Linked DNA regions of Canis lupus: region 2 is linked to region 1. The links are chromatin contacts, called in public Hi-C maps. All regions are on one chromosome and are shown on one strand. The core of a region is the stretch at or near the end of the contact, and the rest is flanking DNA. Distances in the headings are between cores, read along the strand shown. Region 1 holds the start of L3HYPDH (trans-3-hydroxy-L-proline dehydratase). Region 2 holds the start of DHRS7 (dehydrogenase/reductase SDR family member 7).

Region 1 (6,568 bases), core at 2,052-4,551:
TGTGGGGTGTGCTTGGCACAAATCAGGAGCACAATAATGTTAATAGTAAGGCCAAAAGTTTAATTTCCAATCGGAATAGGGTTCCTATTTTATTTTATTTATTTATTTTACTTATTTTATTTTATTTATTATTTTATTTTATATGAGGGGGAGAAAGCACAAGCAGGGTGGAGGGGCAGAGGGTGAGGGAGAAGCAGGTTCCATCCCAAGACCCTGAAGTCCTGACCTGAGCAGAAGGCAGACACTTAACTGACTGAGCCCTAGGCACCCCAGGATAAGGTTCTTAAGAGGATAATTTCATTTGCTAATTACCATATTCTTCTCCCAATTTCACTTATTTAGTTACCATTCAACAAATATTAATTGACTACCTACTGTTCTAGCACTTGAATACAGTAACAAAACTAAGTAGTTTACATTTTAACACATTGGAATGGAAATGAACTCAGCAATCCTCTGAGGTGGGTACTGTTGTCATCTTCATTTTGTAGATGATGACCTTGAGGCATGGGATCCCTTTCACAAGGTCATCATGATGAAGAGGGGCAGAGCAGTGACCCTGAACACTATCAGTCTACCCTTGTAGCATTTTTCAAAATAGAGAATTTAGGACTTTTTTAAATGACTCAGAGTGACCATTTCTGCTCACTGACTATTGTATAGTCTCACAGTGATGCTCTCAGTAGCCACTGTGCTTAGAGATTGGCTGCCCTGCCCCAACCAGCCCTGAAAAATGATATAGTTGGTGATCCTACTGCTAGCTGTCATTTCCCACAAATCTAGAGTGCTTCCAGTCTGCAGCTGGGGTTGCCTAGGGAGAAATAGGATAGATAAACCATTTAAACTGCTGAGATTTTTGAGATGCAATCCTAAACAAACTCCTGTCTATCTCAAGTGCCATTTCCCCCCTCCCCCGCCCCCAATGCAGATATTATACCATTCTCTCCTAGAGGCCAAAGTGCCATCAATTTCTGCAGGAGAATTCTTCATCAACTTGTGTGTTTTAGCTGTCTGAGGTTGCCCTAAGACTGACATATGCCTGGGCTATTACTGCATCTAGAATCCAAATCCTCAAGAAAGATCAAGATCTAATAGAATGCTTATAGCAGCATTGTCAACAATAGCCAAGTAATGGAAGGAACCCAATGTCCATCAACTGATGAATGTATAAAGAGGATGTGGTATATTCATACACAATGGAATACTACTTAGCCATCAAAAAGAATGAAATCTTTTTGCAAATGATGCCATTTGCAATGATGTGGATAGAGCTAGAGTATATTATGCTAAGTGAAATCAGTCAAATACAAATACCATATTATTTCACTCATGTGGAATTTAAGAAACAAAACACATGAACATAGGGGAAAGTTAAAAAAAAGAGTAAGGGGCAAACTGTAAGAGACACTTAACTATAGAGAACAGGGTTGGAGGGGAAGTGGTGGATAGGGAGATAGGCTAAATGGGTGATGGGTATTAAGGAGGGCACTTGTGATGAGTGCTGGGTGTTATATGTAAGTGATGAATCACTGAATTCTACTTCTGAAACAATATTACATCATATGTTAAGTAAAATTTAAATAAAAACTTGAAATAAAAAAAAAGATCTAATAGAATGATTTGCATGCATTGAAGACTTATGAGAAGTGATAACCCTATTCCTGAATTGACCAAACTAGCTCCCAGGTCACTTCCAATAATGACTACCTTGGAGAGATCTCCCTCTTTGTAAGGATTATAGTTACATACATCCTGTTTTACATGACTAGGCTTTGTGCTAGGGAACCCACCAAAACTTTTTAAAGGGTCAGCACACCTGCAGAACTCTTAACTAGCAACCCTGTATCTTTCTGCCACTAGGAATGTATTTTTTAAATTTCTAAGTATCTTGCATGCTCTCATTTAATTTCTCACCAAAAACTCAATGAGATAACAAATGAAAAAACACAGGCACATAGAGGTTAGTAATTTGATTAGCTTTAAGGGGTTGTCAGGATTTGGACTCAATGTCTGTTCCTGTTAAAGAGTAAGAGCAGGGGATCCCTGGGTGGCTCAGCGGTTTGGCGCCTGCCTTTGGCCCAGGGCGTGATCTGGGGGTCCCGGGATCGAGTCCCATGTCAGGCTCCCTGTATGGAGCCTGCTTCTCCCTCCTCCTGTGTCTCTGCCTCTCTCTCTCTCTCCCTATGTCTATCATGAGCGAATTAAAAAAAAAAAAAAGGCAGCAACATCTGTATGTTCCTAATTTATAAACTGCCTAGTCCATCCATTCTTATTTCTTTCCCAAAGAAGTGGGGAAGGCGCTTTTTACAGGTGAGGAAAACAAGACAGGGTTTAGTAACATTTCGGGTTAGTGTCTACTAAGTGTATTCTGAAGCAGCTCATGAACCTTGGTACACTAGCTGTTCTTTGCACTTTCCTTGCCCGGATCAGACTTACCCAACTGTGAAATCTCTAGGAATGTCTGAAAGTGGGGGAACAGGCGCTGAATAAGGGAGACACGGAATTCTGTGCTCAAGGCTCAAGATCAAGATGAACTAATCTGCGCGGTAGTCGAATTGCACGCCTCGCACAAGTATGCAAGACTAAGATGCTGACACACACTTGTATTGATTTTGAGTAATCCTTTTATTAATTGCAAAGGCTCGCGGGTGGGTTAATTGCACTGCGTGAGTCCCAAGCCAGACAGACAGACAGCGTGGTTAGTCGCTGGGAGGGTGCCGCCCGTTACCTGTGGCCAGCGCGAAGGCTGGGACGCTGTGGAAGCGCACCGGGCCGCGGCTGCGGCCGTCCTCGCATTCCACGAAGGCGGCCACCAGCCCGCACGGGCAGTGGATGTTGACGCGGGCCTCGCGGGCGCCGGCCGGGGGTGCGGGCACCAGCCCGAAGTCGAGGGCGAAGCGGCCCAGCGCCAGCACCGCGTGGCCGCACATGGAGCTGTAGCCCTCGTTGTGCAGGAACAGGACGCCCAAGTGCGCGTCCGGCAACTCGCTAGGCACCAACACGGCCCCGTACATGTCGCGGTGCCCCCGCGGCTCGAACAGGAGCCGCCGTCGCAGGTGGTCAAGGTGCTGGCGCATGTAGCGCCGCTTGGCCAGCAGCGTGGGGCCGGCCACCTCCGGACACCCCGCCAGCACTACGCGCAGGGGCTCGCCGCCGGTGTGCATGTCCACCACCGACAGCGCCGGCGTCCCCGGGCCGTGCGGGGGCAGCCGCGGCACCGCCAGCGGCCTCGCCATCGCCTGCGTCCGGGAGCCCCGCCACCTGCCCGCCCGCGCGCGCCCCCGGCCTCCAGCCTCCCGCCCGCCCGCTCGCTCCTCGCGAGAGGGGCGGGGCCTCGGGGCAGCCGCGGGGAAGCGCGGGGGCGGGGCCTCGGTGGTCGCCTGGGTTACCGGGAGGCGGAGCCGCCGGGGCGGTCGGGGCCCGGATGTCCGGCGCTGCTGCCGGGGCGGCTGGTCCCGGAGCTCCTTCGGGGAGACCTGCGAGCGGCCCATGGGTGAGTGTGGGCGCTGAGGTCCCGGGAAGCGTTCGTCGCAGTCCCCGCGCCGGCGACTCGGGCTCTGCCCCGCGGGCGGCCTCGGGATGGCGGCGCATCCTCGTGTGGCGGGCCCTGGAGGTTCCCCGGGGGCGGGGCGGTCCCGGCGGCTCTCGGGCTGCGGCGGAGGCGGGCTGCGCGCCGGGACCAAGGCCAGGCCGGGGCCGTTCGGGAGGTCGCTTCAGCCCCTTTGTTTTGGTCTCTTGGTTTAGCATTGGTGAGGGTTGACTTGAGACTTTAAAGCGCGGGCGTAAGTGCCAGCAAACAGGAAGGGAAGCGGAAGCTAATTGCCTGCAGGACTCTTGCCCGCTGCAGCATCAGACCTTAAGTTTAAAGGCCCTTCACGAAGGGACAAGACCGTTGCAAAAAAAAAAAGGGGGGGGGGATCTTAAAATTTTAACCACCCTCCGATAAACGGAAATGGGAGGGGAAACTGAACGGACACGGCGAGTGGCCTGTGCTGAGCCGTTTGGTCTGTGATGAGCTGTTGTTTTTAGTTTACCATGGTGGTTTTCAGGCCTTGGGCTTTAAGAACTTTAGATTATTCACATTCAGATGTATCTATTTCAACATCCACTAAATGCAAAATCCATGTGGAAGAAGCCTCCAATTGTTCAGCTTCTGTCTTCTCAAAAACTCTGAAAATTCATTCTTGTCTCTTAGTTGCTTAGGACATAGGTGATTACAATTGATTAAAAATGAAGTGCTAATTAAGGTAAAGAAGCCCATGGGTAAGAAGTCAGAAATGTGGTAAAAGTGAAAATGTTAAACCTGAGACCTTGTAGTGGGTGCTATTTCTGTTGTTTCTCAGCAGCACAAGGAGAAAGAATCAAAAGCCTACTTGACTTTGAAAGGAGAAAGGGCATTGTGGACCAAGCGGTCTCTAGTGTGAATTCATGAAGAATTTGGGAAATTATTCAAGAATAGTGAAACGAAGGAAAAGTTCTTCTCTACTCGCAGGGTCTTCCAGCTGGACTGAAAATTAAATTTACATGAGACAGATTAACAGGAAGAAAAAAAAAAAAACCTGCCAAGTTTTATTATGTGTGCATGAAGGCCCAAGTATGGTTTTGAGACCTAAAGAACTGACCAAGGCAGGCAGTTCTATAATGCATTGCTGACAAAGAAGCAATTAAATTGTGAGGAATTTACAAGAAAAGGAAAACAGGTGTTTGGAATAAGGTAATAGCTTAGTGAAAAAGTAACAGGGCTTTTTTTTCTGCAGCTTTTTTGACTTTAAAGTCATTAACACTGGTAATAAGGATGTCTTTTTATGTCTTAGTATAGGGAGGATATTTTTCACGTGGGAGATTTGTTCTCTGCTTTCAGGGGGACAAAGGAGGGCTGAGTGTCCTTGCCACTCTTGTTTCTTAAGTAACTTTTACTTAAAATGATCAGTATGCCAAAGTGGGACGTTTTGAGAGCCTGCCCTTGGCCCCCACAATAGTCATAAAATGCATAATTTTCTAAATTAATTCACATTTGACCACAGTTGTTTTGGATTTATTCTCCTCTAGGCTTGTAGGTTCTTTGAGGGCAGAGACTCTTGTTTGTTGCTCTGTGGATCTTTAGAAATCCCTAGCCATGGAATCTGATACATAATGATGCACATTTATTGAATGAATGAAGGAAATCGGATGTCTCTGATGGAAAAAAAGAACTCCTTTAATAACTTCTCTAGGCCCCCCCCCCCCTTTTTTTTTTTTTTTTTTTTTTTGTAAAGAAGAACTTTATATTTTGCACAAGGCTTGAGAGCAGGGGGTTGATTCTAAGGTAGTTGTTCCCAGATATTGGTCAGAGGCCCAGGGACGACCTTGATGAAATTTTCACCTGTCCTCAACAAAAATGACGAAATGTAGGAGAGTAGAGTAAGCTTTTTGTAAAGGTGAATTTATTTACCTTAAATACATTTACCTCCTATTTTGAAATTATATCTTTTCTGCTTTTCTGGTATTAAAATGTGTTCTATTATAAACGAAGGTGATATTCTATGTGTCTCTGTGTTTGTGTGCACACTTAATGTTCTGACTGGGCAAAATAAGAGGTGGTGATCCTCTATTAGTTTTCTAAATAAAAAATGAAAATGCGAAAGTCTAGACTAATCGAGGGGGACCAGCTGCTGGAGCCATTGGAGACATAATAGGTTAAGCTTTGAATTCAGGGGGTAGATGCCACTCTACTGGTTGAGGGGTCTTAATCATTAGGAATAGCATTAACCACGAGGTTGCAGTATAACTTTCTGCAGTGTCACAGCGTAAAAGGGGAAATTTAACTTTAAAAATAATTGCATCTTTAAAAATAAAAACTTTTGTCTAATATGTATCACTTCTTATTGAACTGTGATGAGATACTTATGCCAAGTTCTTCAGCTGTTAATATATTATTTTTTATAATCACAAAAGATGTTACTTTACTGGCATTTGTTTTTAAAAAGCTGTCGATATTCAACCAGCATGCCTTGGACTTTACTGTGGGAAGACCCTATTATTTAAAAATGGCTCAACTGAAATATATGGAGAATGTGGGGTAAGTCTTAATTTTAACATTTGAATGTTATTTCATTGCTAAATTCTCTTTGCTTTTGAAGTATTTTCAAGTGTAAAATATCTTTTTTCTTCAATATCCTCATTAATTTATAAAAATGAGGCATTAATAAAATTCTTGTCATATTGTCCAAAATACATCTTAACAGTCACAGTTAAGTATTTTTAAAAACATTTTATAATTTTATAGTAATTTTTAATTACTTATTCTATAGTGCAGTGTCTTGGGCAGTAGGTTAATATTAAAACTCCAGAACTTTTCTCTGCAATTATTTTTATATAGCATTACTAAGTTTATGATTTAATGTTAGTCAACTATTTTAATAACTTAGCAAAAGGAATCTTTTGAAAGAGTGTTATACAGATGAACCAAATACAATGTAGATTTCTTTTACGTGTGCACTTTCTTTTTTATTTCTACAAGATGCGCATATATATATGTGTTTAAACTGAAATGAGATGTCTTTATAGAATGACTTTGGGATATTAATAT
Region 2 (7,113 bases), core at 4,351-6,850, 560 kb after region 1:
TATCTGATACCTATCAAGTGAAGGCCATTTTGTAAAAGTGCTCCCCAAATGCCTGAGCTTCCATCTTGGAAAATAACTGCTCACCCAAGATGAAATGCACACGATAGAGAAATGAAATGCTATTCTCTGCCTGCCCAATTATGTTATTGTTAAAGACTGTAAAAAATGTTACAGCACTCAAGCAATGAGTGGTGGTTTATTCTCCTTTTCTCCAATGAAAAACTTAACTTGCATTGTAGGACAGGATAACCACTGTCTATCTGAATTCCTAGAGAGTCATTGTGGTACAACACTCCTGTGTACTTTCTTTATTAAAATATGTGTTATCAAAAACAGCAAGCTATCTGGATGGCTCAGTCGGTTAAGCATTGGACTTCGCATGATTTCAGCATCCTGGGATCAAGCCCCATATCCGTCTCCCTTCTCAATGGGGAATGAGTTTGTCCCTCTGCCTCTGCCCCCATCCCCCGCTCATGCTCTCTTTCTTTCTCAAATATCTTTGCAAAAAACAATAAACAAGGCATCACTTAACCACACAGACTTCTGATTTTAGATCATAAAAATTAAAATTGGGAAATCAGTTTATTCTTTTAGTCAAATCTAAAACCTAACTGTCAGGTTAACAGTATAAGCTCTGGAGATGGCCAGGGTTCAAATTTTGGCTCTGTCACCCAGAACAATGAAATGCCTCCATGAGAAAACTTGGTTCCTTAATTTTCCACTGGATAAATAATAAAACCTCCCTCATAGCACTGTTGAGAAAAAATGAGTTAAAATAAGTCTCCAGAGCAGTGTCTGATACATATTCAGTGCCTAATGAAATATCAACTAATTATTGCTAAACTGTTTAACAAATAGACTTTTTAGCAGCAAAACATAAAATATTCATGCAATAACGTATGTATTCTCATGTGTTCAGCCAGGGGCAATGGGGTTACTAACTATAATGGCTTAATATATTTCCATGACTTCTATGTGCTTAAACACATTACCTTATTAAAACCTTCACAAGAAACTTATGAAATAAGAATTCTCTTAATTTTGTAAAAAAGGAAACTGAGGATCATAGACATGAATTTGCCCCACTAGACTGCATACTCCCTTAAGGCTGGGACCCTGTCTGCCTTATTCACTGTTCAGGGCCTAGCACAGAGCCTGGAATATATTAAGAACTCCATCAGTAACTGTTGAGTATTTTTTTTAAGATTTTATTTATTTATTCATAGATACACAGAGAGAGAGAGAGAGGCAGAGACACAGGCAGAGGGAGAAGTAGGCTCCATGCAGGGAGCCTGACGTGGGACTCGATCCAGGGTCTCCAGGATCAGCCCTGGGCTGCAGGCGACGCTAAACCGCTGCGCCACCGGGGATACCCGGTAACTGTTGAGTAAACACCCAACAACCCTAGCAGGGCTGGGATATAAGCCCAAGTACATCTAGTTCCAAAGCCCACACTCTGACCACTAGCCCATGGTGTCCACATTTTAATATGATCAATATTTTAAAGCCCAACTGTTTCTTAGCCATTCAAGAAAATACACCTTGCCTTCAGAAAAGAAGTTTCATGTAAAGATCTGAACTAAAGTTGGAAACATCCCAAATAGCCTATGTCTAGGCTACAACGTGCTTTTATGGAAATGCACAACAGAGGACTCCATCGGGAATAGCAGAATGTATATTCAGATAATCATGTATTCACTCACTGAAGACTCCTTGTTCCAAAATTCTGTAATACCCAAGACTACAGAGTAAATATTGTTAACTACTCATTAACCAGCATAAAATTAATAAAAATTTCTTCACGTTTACACTACTAAGCAAATATTACTTAAAACCAATGATGAAAACCCCCCAGGCTCATGCAGACCTTAGGTCACCTGTAGTTCTGGCCCCCTTCTTCCCACCCTGAAGAAGAAAACTTGTATTTAGCATCAATTTTTGTTTACCACTTCCATAGAATCTAGCAGACATAATGGCTCCCCTACAGAGTCTCTGAAAGCAGATTCTCAGAGTTGGAAAGAAAACTTCAGGAGAGTTCAACCCCAACCCAGTTTGAGAATTTTCTCCTCAAGCTATTGACTAATGTCTACTTAATTCCTTCACAGGATGAGGAAGCTAGTTATCTCCAAAGCACCCCCTCCTTTTCTGGAGGAGTCTCATCCTTCAAGGGGTCAAGGATTCTTTCTTTCTTTTTTTTTTTTTTTATAAGATTTATTTATTTATTTATCCATGATAGACATAAAGAGAGAGTGAGAGAGAGAGAGGCAGAGACACAGGAGGAGGGAGAAGCAGGCTCCAAGCCGGGAGCCCCGGGAGCCCGATATGGGACTCGATCCCGAGGCCCCAGGATCATGCCCTGGGCCAAAGGCAGGCGCCAAACCGCCGACCACCCAGGGATCCCCAAGGATTCTTTCTTATACTGTGATATACCTTTAACTTCTCCTGCCCTGCGGCAGTTGGCAGCGGCTCTGCCTTGTGCCAACATTAAGAACACATCAGGCCTGACTGCACAAGACAATCCTTGGCGAATTTGAAGATGGCTTACGTGTCTTCCCTAAATTCTCTCTTCTCTTGCTTCTCGAAGGCTAAATAAACACTTCCAATGTCTGCGACCTTCCCTCAGAGGACCTGGCTTCAGGTTTCCCCACTCTTTGGCTCATATCCCTCTGCACAAACTCTAGTTGGTCAATATTCCTATTGAAGAGAAGTGGCCAGAAAGGATCCAGGATACCGTGGGGTCTCCACAATGGCTGGCTCAGTCACTGGGGCGTCCCAGGGTCCAGCACGGAGGCAGATACATACAAGCAGCTATTTAGAAGGCATCTGTTGTGCACTGCCATTTGTTGCTTCAGACATGACAAGCCTCCTAGGCTTGCCTAATCTTTCTTGGCAGTCATTTCACAGGTCACTCAGAGGGAGGCTATTGCCAACTAAAACCCAAGTTTTCCTCTGGCGCACTGCTGCTGGTGACATTCCCTGCTCTGGACTAGTGCCAGGGATCTTTCTGGAACTAGGAGCAGGATCTAAAATTAGTCACCCTTAAATTTTACCATGTGATATATATGCTTGGAAGATGGAGAATTTCTCTAGGTGGGAAATATTAGTTGCTTCTAGAGAGGCATATTTGGTGGCTGGGGGCAACTTTTCACCATATTATTTTTGTGTCATTAAATTTTGTAGCATGTGAATATATTATCTATTTTTTTAAGGTGACAAAAACAATAAACCTATGGAGAAGACAAGGAGAATTTGTTTATTTATTTAAAAAAATATATTTTGTACCTTAATAGAGTCTGCCCATCTTTCCAGTCTAAATTATTCTGAGAACCTGATGGGAACCTGAGTGCATCACCATGTGCCTTTAAACAATTTTTTTAAAGATTTTATTTATTCATTCATGAGAGACACAGAGAGAGAGAGAGAGAGAGAGAGAGAGAGAGAGGCAGAGACACAGGCAGAGGGAGAAGCGGGCTCTATGCAGGGAGCCTGATACGAGACTTGGTCCTGGGTCTCCAGGATCACCCCCTAGGCCGAAGGCAGGGGCTAAACTGCTGAGCCACCCAGGGATCCCCTCCATGTGCCTTTAACTTTGTTTTATTATCACTCTCCCAAACCTCAGTAGTCTTTCTAAGCATTTTTGTTTCCAAAAAACTCCCCCATGAAATTTTATCACCAGATATACTATATATCTATTTATGTACTGTACATACATATATCTGTGCTTTATACATAAAAAAGAAGTTCAAGAAAGCTTATTCTTCAGTCAATGCAGGTTTGAGAATGACTAAATTTAAAAATTAAGTTAAAAGTTAAATTAAAATTTAAAAGCCATTACCATGTAATTTTATTATAGTATTTGCAGAATAACTTTTAATGTCATTTATCTACTTAGATAAATGATAACCTAATTAGATAAATGATAACCTATCAAATTAGTATGCAAATTAGCCTATTACATAAGTTCATAATAATAGCAATGTAATTAAATGTATCTTAAAATCCTTCAAAATTATTTTTCCAGCAAAACATTGAACAGATTAATGAATTTCTTAAAAATTAGTTTTAGTCAACTTTTAATTTTTGCTTAATAGGTGAAAACCTTAATATAACTAGTTGTTAGATATTCATTCGGACATCGTCAACATTCTTCCTCTTCACCACTTGACATAACTGATGGATCCAATGACTTTTGCAGAATTAAATTCTTTTAAAAAAGCTATTTTTAGGTAATCTCAAAGTCCAAGTTAACACAAAAGCGCTGGGGGTCAAATGTAAATATCCACAAAGCAGCCACAAGGCAGCCATCAGACAAGAGAAAGACCCATCAAGAGAAGGCCTGACAATCACAACCATCTATTTGCCATCGCTTTGTAGCCTTGACCTCGCATAGGTGCATTTCCCATGAACCCAATAATGGCAGCACTCCAGAGGTCGTTCCCAAGAAAATGCAACGAGAGAAATGAAACATTAAGGAATAAAATTTTGTCCAGTAGGGTTGGGCTAAAACACGGTACCATCTAAGATTTTATCTGATTCTCAAGAACCAGGTTTGACACCCTGAGGAGCCCTGTCTCTTCCCTTCCCTCCCAGGGCCTTTTTGAAAGCAGAGTCCATCTTCTGAACTGCTATCGCTTCCCAGTAAAGTTCCTCACATGCTTTTCGGGTCCAGGAAACGAAGTCCAGGGAAACCCCACTGCCCCTAGTCCTTAGGGATCCAAAGCCTGGTTTCCCTGTGTGGAAAGTAAGATTAATGATGCCTACTTTGTAAGAGTCTGTAAAGGCCAGAGGTCAGGTGTGCGAAGGGCGGAGCACATCGCTGTCGCACAGAGAATGTGTTTAGTGAACGACACCAAATTTTCACCAGGGTACAGGTGACAGTGGGATGGGCTGAACGCCCCTCAGCAGGCCAGTAATGACCTCACTGCACGCAAAATCCAGTTCCAACTGGGTGATCCTTCTAGCCCTTGGCTAGTTAGGGGAGTCACTCCGGATTATCTCATTTTATTTCACAATTCAGGGAGAAGGAGCAAGTTCAGGAAGTAGAAAAACCGGGCTCGGGTTCTCGAAAGAAGGCTTGCCCGCAAAGTCCGGGGCCGGGCGCTGTTTCTCCAAGGGGGGCCGCCGGGGTGGGGGGGGGGAGCCGCCAGTCCCGAGGGCGTCCCGCCCAGCGCAGCGCCCCCTTCCTTGGGCCAGCGGGCGAGCCCTCGCCGACCCCGACGGGAGACCACGGGGCACGACCGCCAGCCACCTCGGCCCGGCTCCGTCCTCCCCACCCCCACCCCCACCCCCGGCCGCCCCAGGCTGCAGGCTGCACGGCCCCCAGGGCTGCGGGGCGCGCGGGGGCGGCCGCACGGAGCCCGGCCTCCCGCTCCCGAGGCGCGGCCGGGCCTCACCTGGGCGTCGCCCCTGCCACTCGGCCCACAGCAGGGTCAGGTCGCCATCGGCGCGGACGAAGCGCAGCAGCTGCACCAGGAGCGCGAGCAGCGCGCCCAGCGCCAGCAGCCAGAGCAGCAGCTCCCAGCTCATCGCGGCCGCGCGCGCCCGGCTCGCCGGGGAGGACTGGCCGCCTCGGAGCCGCCGCAGCTCGCGGCAGTCGGCGCGGCCGCCTCCCCGGGCCGAGAGCCGCGCGCCCCGGGCCCCGCCCAGAGAGTGGCAGGAGGAGGGGCGGCCCGGGCTGGGCGGGGAGTGTGGGCGAGGCCCGCGCCGCCGAACCCCGCGTCCGCGCCTGGCCTAGGGCGGCAGGAGGGACCCGAGGCGTGGACGGCTCTGAGGCTGCGCGCCACCTGCTGCCAGGACACCGGCCACAAGGCTGTGAGATAGGAACGATCCTCTAACAGTTGCTTTGACGGCCTGTAGTTTCAAGGTTGGGGTTGTGTCAAAAGGAAGAGCACAGATGTTCCAACTTAAGATCGCCACTTCCTCCATCCTCATCTTTCTATTTTTTTTTTAAGATTTTATTTATTCATTCATGAGAGACACACAGAGAGAGAGGCAGAGACACAGGCAGAGGGAGGAGCAGGCTCCATGCAGGGAGCCCCATGCGGGACTCGATCCCGGGTCCCCAGGATCACGCCCTCGGCCTAAGGCGGCGCTAAACCACTAGACCATCCAGGGATCCCATCTTTCCATTTTTAACTAAACGAACCGAACAAACTATCAAACTGTCTTCCACCCTGCCCCCACCCAAATAACCGCGAGTCTGAGTTGGCACCCTGTCGGTTTACATTTGGGAAGCAATTGCAAAGAGAGTTGCCTCCTTGCTGGACGAGAAAGTGCAGTTTCAGTCAAGATCGTCCACGAGGACTAGCAGGATTGGGGACCTTGACCCAAGCAGGTTCCACCCTCAGCAACCTAAGTACATTTATCTTTAGGTAGCTACAAAGAATAGGGAAGTTTAAATAAAATGCCAGTGAAGGGCACAGTAGTTCGTACGCAATGATTATATTCATTCTTTGATAACTATGAGAATTGTCATTATTAATGATTATTTATTTTCTCCACTATAATTATCGTTTCTTAGAGTCCAACCTGAAAGACAGGGACTTTGTTTATAAACTGCTATATTCTGGTCGTATAGAATTGCCCTTGCTTGTGAAAGCGGTAAGAGTGTTTAAATTGTGATGTATCAGATCCTGTACTGATAGGGATCTCATTCTCCAAGGAATATGTACACTAGCTAAACTTAGATTTTGATCGATTGTTTACCTCAACTACAACTTGATATAATATTGCTCAAGAGCTGCCCTCTTTAGTTTACCTTTGCAATATTGGTTTTGTCTTATGATAAATGACTTTTAAACTATGGTGCTTAAAATACCACACTGAATCTCACTCCTGTGAAAAAATTTCAAGAGTTTCCTCTGAGCCTGGGTCCCCTTCTGTAAAATTAAGGATTGAATTAGATTTAGTGTCCCAAGCCAGACCATTCAATGGATGTGTCTCTGGATTCTCCATCACAAACTCCAGCTCTGGGGAGGGTGAAAGGGGAACAGAGCTGTTTTTATGGAAAACTGTGACTAATACACAAACTTTAATAAAACCACAGGGTCATTTAACCTCACTAGCAGATTATAAATAACAATAGATTCAGATCCCTGGATGGCGCAGCGGTTT

The links. A called contact is a pair of places that touch in the nucleus more often than the background predicts.
Region 2: a contact with region 1 is called in a Hi-C map of blood, with 3 times the contacts expected there. The contact joins the promoter of DHRS7 here to the promoter of L3HYPDH in region 1. A contact is called at or near these places in 2 of 9 Hi-C or Micro-C datasets (amygdala and blood).

Annotation. Positions count from the first base shown.
Region 1 is chr8:34,986,069-34,992,636 of UU_Cfam_GSD_1.0, forward strand. L3HYPDH (trans-3-hydroxy-L-proline dehydratase) reads right to left here and starts at 3,302. Exons shown (of 5, transcript XM_038544855.1): 1 at 2,729-3,302. The coding sequence starts at 3,236. JKAMP (JNK1/MAPK8-associated membrane protein) reads left to right here. Exons shown (of 9, transcript XM_038544850.1): 4 at 5,967-6,058. The region is part of intron 20 of CCDC175 (coiled-coil domain-containing protein 175); the gene reads right to left.
Region 2 is chr8:35,546,449-35,553,561 of UU_Cfam_GSD_1.0, forward strand. It overlaps DHRS7 (dehydrogenase/reductase SDR family member 7), which reads right to left and starts at 5,601. Exons shown (of 7, transcript XM_038544860.1): 1 at 5,394-5,601. The coding sequence starts at 5,526.